2 separate regions of the Mus musculus genome follow, and region 1 is linked to region 2. Evidence: chromatin contacts called from public Hi-C data. All regions are on one chromosome and are shown on one strand. The core of a region is the stretch at or near the end of the contact, and the rest is flanking DNA. Distances in the headings are between cores, read along the strand shown. Region 1 overlaps Hpcal1 (hippocalcin-like 1). Region 2 has its middle 16 kb from the start of Gm29864.

Region 1 (5,945 bases), core at 1,914-4,413, 120 kb after region 2:
GAGCCTGGGTGCTGAGCAGCAAGGCAGAGAAGCCCAGGCTGAATCCATCCCACTACAAGTGACTGCACAAGACGTCCATCTGTAGAGGGACTGGGGGAACAAATTGGAGGCCTCTAAACCTAACCTGCTTGCAGTAATTTCTTACATATCCTTCAAAAGAACACTTACAGCATACTGTCTTCCAGTAATTTCAGCAGACTGAGGAGTGTGTTAAGTTCAAGGCTGGCCTGGGTTGTATAGAAAGACTCTATCATAGCCAGATGGTGGTGGGGCACTCCTTTAATCCCAGTACTCAGGAGGCAGAGGTAGATGGATCTGTGTGAGTTCCAGGTCAGCCTGTCTACAGAGCAAGTTTCAGGACAACCAGGGCTACACAGAGAAAGCTTGTTTCAAAAAAAAAAAAAGACTGTGTCACATGAAAACGGGAGGGGGAGGGAGAGGAGGGAGGATAGGCTGGAGTTGGCTACGACTGTTGGTAGAATGCTTGCCTAAGATTCACCGAAGTCTAAAGTCTGTCCCTAAGTGCACCACAAATGCATGTGGTGGTGCATGGCTCTAACCCCAGCCCTTGGGAAATCGAGGCAGGAGGATCAGGAGTTCAAGGTCATCGTCCTTTACATAATGAGTTCAGTGTCCAGCCTGGGATACATGAGACCCTGTCTCAAAACCACAGGTGTGGACTCAGCCCACAGGAAGAAGAGTGTATAACACAGGTGTCTGTCCCTCTGGCTCAGCCTTGAGCTTCTACTGTATAGTCAAGCATCGATTGTATCCTGATATTTTGACTTGCTAATTCCCTAAGGTTTCTATAAAGCTGGACATTAGGTGAGGAACGTGAGGGCCTGGATCTGCCCTGTCTTTCATGTCTTTCCAGCTATCCCCATTGCCAGTTCCTAGTCTGCTTGGGTTGGTCGTCTTGGTTGTGCTCCATGTTAGCTGGCTGACCTCTGTCCCTGTGGGGATACTATCACTTCCTCATTGGGCAGCTGTTGTGTGCTGCAGGGCAGTGAGTTCTCCTTAGCTCTGGCCCTGGCACACACCCACACATTGCTTTTTGCTTTCCCCCATCCACCGCTGGGAACTGGCTGCCCAGATGTCCTGCTGGTCCCATACAGAAGCAGGGGCCTGTAAAAGGTCTGGTCTGGTGATGAGCATCTTTGATGATAATGACCTCATGGGAGGGAACAAAAAGCCTTACTTGGGACCCCATAGCTAGATTGCTGTCCAAAAGGAGGGACATCAGCATCCGGCAAGTGAATACCCCTGGTGTGACACATTCCTGAGTGCCTATTCTACTGTCACTATTGTGCCAGAATGGAGCTTTCTAGAAGACTAATTCACCCACATCCCTCACATTCCTTCCTGAGTCCCTAACCCTGGAGGTCACAAAGTGTTTGAGCCTTCAGGATAGGAAGAGTCTCTTGGGCCTCATGCTGAGTCTTTGAAATGTCATGCAGCCCCGATTCACAGTTATAAACAGTGTGTGTACCCTGCCTTGTTTTGGGGCACTGTGCGGGTTCATGGTGGCAAAGTATTAAATGCAGAAATGCAGGAAGCCGCAGTCTGAGAGGTGGAGTGCTCCCTGTGTGTAAGCATAAGGACCTGGGTTCAGATCCCCAGCACCTGTGTAAAGCGCCACATATGTCCTTGTTTGCTGTGACCCTGGCACTGTGGGATAGAGACAACAGGAGCCAATTCTAGGGTCATTCTGGCCGTCTAGTCTAGACAAAATGGTGAATAGTACTCTCTAGGTTCAGAGAGAGGCCCTGACTCAAAAACAGGGGCAGGACTCTGAGGCCTGTAGAGCTGGCTCTCTGCTTACGAACAAGTACTCTCTTCCAGAGAACCTGAATTCAGTTAACAGCACACACATCTGGCTCTGTGAGCCACCAGTAACTTCAATTCCAGAGCCTTGACTTCTTCCCGCCTCTCTAAGCACGTGGCATACATACATACAGACATACATGTCAATAGAAAATTTTAAAACTTTTTTAAAAAGAAAAAGATATCTGGGCAGTGGTAGCACACACCTTCAACCCCAGCACGCAGGAAAGAGGCAGGTGGGTCTCTGTGAGTTTGAGGCCAGCCTGGTCTACAGAGTGAGTTCCAGGATAGCCAGGGCTACAGAGAGAAACCCTGTCTTGGGAGAAGAGCAGAGTAAAGAAAGCAAAAAGAAGGAAAAAACATTCTCATGTCAACCTCTATATCCTGCATGGGAAAGCATGCCTGTGTGTATGTGTATAAAGGTGCATGTGTGTGTGCATGAGGGTACATGTGTGTGTGCATGAGGGTGTGTGTGATGGTTTGTATATGCTTGGCCCAGGGATTGGCACTATTACGTGTGGCCCTGTTAGAGTAAGTGTGACCTTGTGAGAGTAGGCATGTCACTGTGGGTGTGAGCTTTAAGACCCTTATCCTAGCTGCCTGGAAGTCAGTATTCTGCTAGCAGCTTTCAGATGAAGACGTAGAACTCTCAGTTCCTCCTGCGCCATGCCTGCCTGGATGATGCCATGTTCCCTCCTTGATGATAATGGACTGAACCTCTGAACCTGTAAGCCAGCCCCAATGAAATGCTGTCCTTTGTAAGAGTTGCCATGGTTGGTCATGGTATCTGTTCACAGCAGTAAAACTCTAATATAGTGTGTAACACACACACACACACACACACACACACACACGAAAAGGGAGTTCAGTGTCTGATCTGAGGAAGTGCTCTGAACAACGCAGGACCAGAGTCTGAAGGTAGATGAGAATTGATGCTAATCCTAGAGGTTTCTTCCAAGAGAAAGCACATACACCCAAGGACTGACCCTCTCTGAAACAGACAGCAAGAAGGGCAGAGAGGTGGAGGAACTGCAGATGCAGAGACCCTGGGGCTGAAACAGACTTACCAGGGTCCAAAGAGGGGAAAAAACACAGTAGTGATGTCCACAAGTGTAAGTCTTAACAGAAGGTCAGAAATGCCATTCAGGATGTTGGGGAGAGTGGCCATGGAGTCTGGGAAATCTGCCCCCAAGGAGTGGTGGGATGTTTGTGTCTGAACAGGCTGCAGGGTGTGAGTAGGAGCTTCCTGGGTGACTGGAGTGGGTGTGACCCAGATGAGCCTAGCTTAGTGAGGAGAAGTCACCCACATGGCTCCCTTCCTGTTATAGTAGCAGTTTCTGTTAAGAAAAAAGTTCTTGGGATTTCCTGTTCTTTTCTCCACCTCCTCTGGTTCCCCAACTCTTGTGGGGCCTCTCGGGCTTGGGAAAGAGCAGAGGGAGAGAGGTCTGGCAGTGCAGGGTGGGGCTTTCCGTGCAGTCTTGCCAGCTGCCCCTCTTTCTCCTTTTACATTGCACTTTTACCTTGTTGCTTAAGTTTTATGCATATGGATTAATTTGTGTGTGATGGGCAAGTGATCCAGTGAATGTACGTCAGAGGACACAGCCTCTGGGATTCAGTTCTCTCCTCCTACCACGTGAGTTCTCAGGCTTAAACTCAAGTCATCAGGCTTGGTGCCTGGTGCCTTTACCCAGGGAGTCATTTCAATCGCTCTGCTGCCTTTATAAAACAACAACAACAACAACAAGAACAACAAAACAGTCATTGATGCTCTGGGGAGTTGGGAGTTTGAGCTCTTGGGGTGTAGCTTGGGAGTCAGGAAGGGTTTGCAGTGACAGTGCCTTGACATGGGACTGTGGCTCAGATGGCAGGCTGAGGTTGCATGCTGGTACCCAGTAATACCCTATCCTCCCTCCCATAGATCTCACTGTGTAGCTGTGTGTTGTCCCACTCAGAAGAGGAGGGTACCTCTCTCACTGTAGCCTTCAGCCTCCATGGCTGGGGTCAGGCTGGCTTCTCCAGAGAGGTCCAAGTATCACTGCAGCCTAGGTCTGTGGACCTGAGGAGGACTGTGGGATGGGAACTCATTATCTCTCACTCCCTGTATCAGTGAGTAAAGTGATCACCGGATGCCATAGGATGCTAATTGCTGTGAATAGGATCCCTGTGTGGTGGCATCAGCTCCAGAGTCCTTGGTACTGCCCAGTGCTGTCCACAGAAATACGATGACAGCTACGTTCATATATAATATGATATTTTCTTACAACCACATGGGAAGAGGAAAGAGAAATGGGGTGAACAATGTCCACAGCCTGTTGGTTCTAACCCATTGTATTCCAAATGGGCCCAAATCCTATATATTTTACCCTAAGGACTTACTTGAATTTAGACTAGTATTTTTCAGTCTTCTAATGCTGCGACCCTTTAATACAGTTCCTCATGTCATGGTGACCCGCAACCATGAAATTATTTTTTTTGCTACTTTATAACTATAAATTTTGTTACCATTACAAATCTTAATGTAAATATATGTGTTTTCCAATAGTGTTAGGCAACCCCTATGAAGGGTCCTGCAATCCCTAAGGAGCTGGGACCCACTCATTGAGAAGCTCTGGTTTAGACCTACTATGCTTTCTTGACTAGTTTAGAAATTGAAAGGGGTGTCCCTGGAGGGCTAGGGAATGTGCCAGTCTTCGCCCTCTAGTGTCCGTCCATCCTTAGTGCAGCTTGGGTGGCTCCAGGTGCATCTCCTGCAGCTAATGGCCATTCTGCAGAGGGCTGCACTGAAGTGGAGGCTAAGGCTGTTTGAGTTTCACCTACAGCAAGAAGGAGGAGGAGCGGGGGAGGAGGAGGGGGGGGGGGAAGGTAGAGGAGGAGGGGGAGGAGGAGGAACAATAATATTCTGCTGGTCACTGTAAGGAAGAGCACAGTTGAGGCTGATTTCCCCCTGCCACCTTCTGTTCCACCTGACATGGAACAGGCTCTCCATCAGCCAAGTCCAGATGGCCTGTTGAAGTTCAACTTCACAGAGGATGCACCCAGTCTCTCCTGAGTCCAGGACTTCATAGGGATTTGGTACCCACGTCTCCCACCACCTTCTTTCTATGTCTAGCAGTCCTTGAGGTTTGGCAGTCTGACTGATGAGATTGCTGCGTGGTGGGATGAACTGTACCATGCGTGTTCCTAGCCAGCACTGAGCTTTGGTTAATGGGACATTGGAGCTCCCAAGGGCCTTTCCCAGCGACAGCACAACTGTGCTGTTAGCAAAGCTTTTTACTCACAGTACCAAGCTCGGGTTAAATATTTCCACAGAGCTTCCCAGCTACTTGTTTGGTCTTTCCTTAATTTACAATTCAGTGTGTTAAGGACAATAAGACCCTGGGAGGAGGCTTAGGAGCTGTTAGCTCCCTCCCCCAATTCCCATTACTGAGAAGTCACATGTCCTCCATGCTCGGAGGCTGTTGTCTGTCAGATCTTATCCCTGCTAAAATATGAAGTGGGAGGTGGCTGTGTGATCCCCAGGGACCCTCATTCCTCGCCCCCTAAGAAGATGAAAGTAGGGCTGTCTGATCAATGAAGCCTGGGTTAGTCTGATGCTAGGTAGGTATTTCTTCAGGGGAGCAGGCACAGTGATTTTTCTGTCCCTGCATAAGCATTCTTTTTTTGCCAGGTGTTTTCCCAGACAGCTAAACATCACTAAGGCTGGCTCGGTTGCTTAATGAATGACAGAGGGGTAAAGGGGTATGTACCACTGAGCCTGTCACACATCTTTGCTACTGTCTCAGTGCTTCCAGAAGAGCTAAAATGAGGTCCCTTGTATTAAATATTTTATCCAGGTCTCTGTTAGGCATCTACAGGCAAGTGCCAGGAAGCATCTATGAGGCCGCCAGCATTTGTGGGCTCCACTTAGCAGGTTCATGAAAGTGAGCATTAAGAGATCATGGCTTTGACAGCCACTTTATTGGCCAGCAGCTTCTTTGGGTACCAGCTAAACGCACCTTGGAACCTCCTTGCCTCTCAGGATGTTAGCAGGGAAGGGGCCCAGGATAGATCAAAACCCAAAGGACAGAGCCCAGCTCTAACCTAGGTCTTTTCTTTCTGAATGGGACTCATTCTGCTAACTC
Region 2 (5,356 bases), core at 867-3,366:
AAGAGCAGTAAATACTCTGCTCAATTTTCCTAAGCTCCTTTGGTCTCAGGTCCACACAGAACTGCAAGGAAGCCTGGAAAATGTGCTCAAGAGAGAAAGGTTAATGTTAATGGCTTTAGTAGTCAGCTTCCAGTTTGAGTCATACTAGGTCTTGCTTTGAGAGAACCAAAGTGGGGAAAATTAAAAAAACATGAAGTCTGTGGAAGCAATGGATGAGTGTGGAAGAGATGGATGAGTCTGTGAAGGTGATGGATGAGTCTGTGGCAGTGATGGGTGAAACTGTGGAGGTGATGGGTGAGTCTGTGGAGATGATGTATGAGACTGTGAAAGAAAATTAAAATTCAAGGTCCATGACTCATGTGGCTTGCTAGTTAGGAGGGCTTTTTGGGCCTAGAGCAAAGAACAAAGGCTGTAAAGTCATCCCAGGAACCAACTAGCCATAAAGATGGGGAAGACATACAAGAATGTCCGGACTGGCCCGGCGCCTTCCTATCTCCCGCCCTTCTGACATGAGTTAAATGTTAACCAGATGCTCTGCTGTTACCTCGCTCTGAACGTACAGTTTGCTGATGTTTAAACTGTCCAATTGTGTGAAGCCACGCCAATTCTTCCCCTACCCCCACTATTTTCCTATATAAACCCCTAGCTTCTGAGCCTCGGGGTCGACACCCCTGTCTCCTGTGTGAGATACGTGTTGGCCCGGAGCTCTGTCATTAAACTACCTCTCATGTTTGCATCAAGACGGTTTCTTGTGATTCTTTGGGTGTGCGTCGACTTGGGGCTTGAGTGGGGGTTTCCCCACTAGGTTTTTTCAAATGTAGATATGATGTCTTCATGAATCTGAAGCCAGAGAGGTTTGAGAGCAGTGTTAAAAAAAAAAAAAAAAACCTATGTGAAGGGGCCCTCTTTGGAGCCTTGAACCAAGAACACAACCTCATTCTGGAGACTGAAAATTCATGTCCAAGGGTACAGGGATCAGAGGAGTGACCTGAGTAGAGCTCCTTTAGCAGACCCCTCTCTGAGACCACTGAAGCAATAAAACTCAAGGGCCTGGAAGTCTGGGTCAGGTTAAAGGCATGTCCCTGAGCCTAGGACATAGAAGGTGGGCAGCTGACATTTTTATCTTGAATGAAGGCTGTTCTTTCATTAAATCTATTTGTTCTTTGTTTGTTTGTTTGTTTGTTTGTTTGTGTGTGTGTGTTGGATGTACACATGTTCACATATATTCACATGTACTTGAATGTGTGAGAGAGGAATTTGAGGTTAGGATTAGCTTTAATTGTAACTTTGCTTTAACTTAAATTAGCTTTAATTGTAAATTAAACAGTCAACAGTTGACTGACAGGAGAGTCTCAGTTGAGGAATTGCCTAGAGCAGATTGGCCTGTGGAGATTGATTACTAATTGGTGTAGGAGCCAGCCCACCACCACCACGGGCAGTACCATCCCTAGGCAGGTAATGTTGGGTTGTATAAGAAAGCTACCTAAGCAAGAATCTGAGTTAGCCAGCAAGTAGCGTTCCTCCATAGTTTCTGCAACAGGTTCCTGACCTGACTTCCCTGTGACCTGGAAGTTGAAGATGAGATGAACTCTTCTGTCCCCAGCAAGAAGGAAACTAGGACAGGTGTTTTCCTCTATGGTCTCTCCATCTTAGTGTCTTAAGACAAGTTCTATCACTAAACCTGGATCTCTCCAATTTGGCTACAATGACTGGCCAGTGAACCCCAGAGGTCCTCCTGCCTCTGCCTCCCCAGTGCTGGGATCCTGGGGTTACAGGCATAATCTCCCACAGCAGGCCTTTCACTTCCTTGCTGGGATCCAAACTTAGGCGCCCATTTGTCGCAAGCGCTTTACCCACTTCCTCAAACCTATTTATGTTGTTTGTTTGAGAAAAGGCATCACTGTATATGCCTCTGACTGACCTAGAATTTGCTATGTCAACCAGACTGGTCTTGAATTCACAGAGAACCACCTGCCTCTGCCTCCCAAGTGCTGGGATTGAAAGCCTCATGCTTACTTTTTGATTGAACAGGAAGCTGCTGGCAGGATTCACATTAGGCGTGAGCACCTCACATTAGAGCTGGGGAGGGCAGGGTTGGTCTGGACTCCAGTTCACCCGTGTTTTCTGTTTCCTGTTTCTTTACGCATTCTATCAAGCATGTGACTGCTGGTATTCAGCCCTTAGTAGGAAGGCCAAAAGCATCAAGAAATTACTCATCTAAGTGAGATCTAAACCACTCTGCCTTTTCATCATGCCGGCATTTGTTGTAAACATCCTTCTACCTGCAGATTCTACTGTTTAAATGTTACAAACTATTTCAGAAAACAGGTTCCTCCTCCAAAAATATGGATTTCATATATCCTCTGACGTTTGTGTTTGGCCTTGTTTAAACCTCTGGCTGGTTACTGAAGGACCACAAGACTTGGGGAAAGGTTGGCAAGGAGGGGCTCTAACTCCAAGCCAGCTGAGGGAGGGTCCAGTTGCAGGTGGGTCTAATGTGGTTTTACTCAGGTTCCAGGGTCAGGCTAACCAGTGGCTTGAGGCTACCATCAAAGTGCTGTGGAATCAAGAGCCCTCAGGGGCATGAAGACACTGCTGGCCTTGAGTTCTGAGGAAGTGTAGGGAGGCACTCTTGTTTCCCAAAGGTTTGAGCTTTCTGTGGTCAGCAGGAAGGGAGGGGTGTGAGGGAATGACACCACTTGTGTTCAGCAGGGTTTTTTTTTGGGGGGGGGGCGGTGTCTCTAGGGCCAGGACATTACTCAGAAGGCTGACTGCTGTCACAGAACTTCCGAAGTGTCAGGATGTTGTACTCTCCAAATGAACAAGACCTTGCCCTCTCAGGCCCTGACATCCTGAACTCTGTGGTCGCAGGGGTCAACTGGCTTGCCTTTCATGGATCTTCAGTGGTTTCCTGCCTCCTGCTCTCACCCATTTGTCTACTTTGCTGCCATGTTGCTGGGCTTGACATAGAATCCTGCACAGGAACTTTGGGGATGCAGTTAATCATGGCAGGAGGCACCGGTGGTGCATTCGTTTCTATGGCTCTTGGCTCACAAGCTTCTCCTTCATTGACTCCAAAGCACATGCAAGCATCTTCAAGCCTTCTCTCTGGTACAGTCTTCTTGTTCTCCCGCATGGGGGTACACACTCTGCCCACCCCGATAATCTCTCCATCACAGCATCCTTGATTTGGTCACCATTGCATAGGTTTTTTTCCAAGTAAGGAACATTCACGGGCCTCAGAACTCTCCACTCAGGTACCTTTGGTGTCAGTTATTCTTCTGTAGGGTGGGTAGGGGTGCGACTGGGGGTGGGGGTAGGGGATCTGAGGGGTGGTTTGGGGAAGGGGGAGGGAGATATACTGTACAAAAAACTAATGAAGGGTCAGGAACCCAGATCCCTACCCTGAAGACAAAAACATCCTGCCCTTCCCTTCCCCTACCTACAGGCCTACTCCACTGCCACAGGCCTCTGAGCTGTGGCAGCTGACTTTGGAGCCAGAGCTAAAGGTGGGAGGAGTTCAGTATAGTATAGTCATTGGCGGGTAGGCTGACCTCTTACAATTTTGAGAACTTACAGGATGGAGCCATATCTTCATATTAGCTGCAGTCTGTTCTTGGCCAGGTCCTGGGGGTTCTCGTCTGCCTGCAGTTCAAAGAAAAGGTCTAGGTGGAGCTAGTAGGCTTAGTTCTAGCTGTGTTTCTTTAATGGGTATTGCATATGATGAGGCTGGACTCTTTATTACTACCATGAACAGCCAGCCCATCCACCCTCTGCCTGGGTGTGACTGGGCAGGCTCAGAGCTTGATGGTGTGCTTGGCGCTGATCTTGAATGGCTTAATAAAATGTTTCTCTCATTTTCACTCAGCAGCCCTGGTGGCAGAGATTCCTGAATGGGGGGGGGGCACTAAGGGGTTCCCTGTGACCTGCCTGACACCCACAAGTGTCCTTGCTTCCTGCTTTAGGCAAACACACTACACTATTTTTTGTATCCATTTGCACAAGGCATCCAGGTACGTTTGAACATAGAAATTATGCTTGTTCTTCATATCTGTTAGCAAAGGATGCTGGGAAAGAAACAATGTCTCTCTGGTGTCTGTAAGTGTTCCCTGTAGCCTGGGGCCCCTCTGCCTTGTTTCTAAATATGTAGTGTCATTTGTAAAATAGATTTTCATAGCAAATCATAGATAAAGGACTTTCAGAAACTATTTTGGGTAACAGTAGAAATCTCTCTCTTCCTTATCTCTCCCTCCCTCCCTCCATCTCTCTCCCCTCTGTGTTCATGCATGCATACAGTGTATTCCTGTGATTGTGGTCTTTCTATGTCACATGTCACCTCTCCCCTTTACCCTTTACCCACCTGGGCCATCCTGGGATGAAGTTCCAGGTCAGCAAATGGACCCTTTCTCTGTGGATTTGCTTAGTGACTTAGAATTATCAAGAAGATTGCCTGGGTATCTGGTCTTGATTTCCTTTGCCCTCTCTTGAAAACTCTGAACGTTCTAGAAGTTTCCAATTCATATCTGGCAACTTCATGAGGAAACCCTGTAGATGCCATAGGTTCTAGAAGACCCAGAGTTACCATAGACTTCGGAATCATTGACCTGTGAACATGACCTACTCCGACCAGGGCTGGTTCCTTGGGGTCCTTTCTCATGAAGGTCAGTTATCTTTGAAAATACCCTTTCTGGATTTCTGAGAAATCTGGGTATTCCAGCTACCAGGGCTGGAGAGACAGCTCAATGATTAAGATCCGGGACTGTTCTTCCATAGGACCCAGGTTCAATTCCCAACACCCACATGGCAGCTCACAACTGTTTGTAACTTTAGTTCCAGGGGATCTAACACTCTTACACAGACATACATATAGGCAAAACATCAATGCACAATAAATAAATCTTTTTTAAAATTTGCAGAACTGTGCTCTGTCTGTATTGAAACCTTGCAGTTTCTCCTAACCTCTGTTTCCCTCCACATAAGATAGTGCACCCCTGTTGTCCCAGGCATTCAGGAGCCCAAGGACCTTATAAATCCAGGACCCTGAAGCCAGCTGGTCAGTATGGGACACCGTCTCAGACCAAAATAACAAAGCCACAATAGGCGTATGCAGTTGTGGCCAAGTGACTATAGTGATAGATTAGAAAAAAATATATATAACAATAAAGCCAATAAAATACAATGGTGTTAATACATATATCCTTGTGTGTTCAGAACATTCAGTTCTGGGGGCTGGTGAGATGTCTCAGGGAGAAAACCTGTAATCCCTGGGACCCACATGATAGGAGAGAACTGACTCCCTCAAACTGTCCTCTGACCTACACACAGGCACTATGGCACATGCATGTACACTCAAGCT

The links. A called contact is a pair of places that touch in the nucleus more often than the background predicts.
Region 1: a contact with region 2 is called in a Hi-C map of bone marrow-derived macrophages, with 2.6 times the contacts expected there. The contact joins two enhancer-like sites. A contact is called at or near these places in 1 of 15 datasets of contacts at CTCF or cohesin (CD8 T cells), 64 of 484 Hi-C or Micro-C datasets (the AML12 cell line, B cells, the C2C12 cell line and 38 more), 7 of 115 datasets of contacts at active chromatin or transcription factors (CD8 T cells, bone marrow-derived dendritic cells, bone marrow-derived macrophages and 3 more) and 2 of 9 other capture datasets (liver and macrophages).

What each region holds. Positions count from the first base shown.
Region 1 is chr12:17,774,023-17,779,967 of GRCm38.p6, forward strand. The region is part of intron 2 of Hpcal1 (hippocalcin-like 1); the gene reads left to right. Among named protein-coding and RNA genes, the nearest start is that of Gm40312, 38 kb to the right of the region's middle. Within about 2 kb of position 3,164, at least 10 of the 459 cell types and tissues checked have an H3K27ac peak or open chromatin away from gene starts, as enhancers often do. A contact at or near this core is called in bone marrow-derived macrophages and macrophages, where this site is marked.
Region 2 is chr12:17,655,870-17,661,225 of GRCm38.p6, forward strand. No RefSeq gene overlaps it. Among named protein-coding and RNA genes, the nearest start is that of Gm29864, 16 kb to the right of the region's middle. Within about 2 kb of position 2,117, at least 32 of the 459 cell types and tissues checked have an H3K27ac peak or open chromatin away from gene starts, as enhancers often do. A contact at or near this core is called in bone marrow-derived macrophages and macrophages, where this site is marked.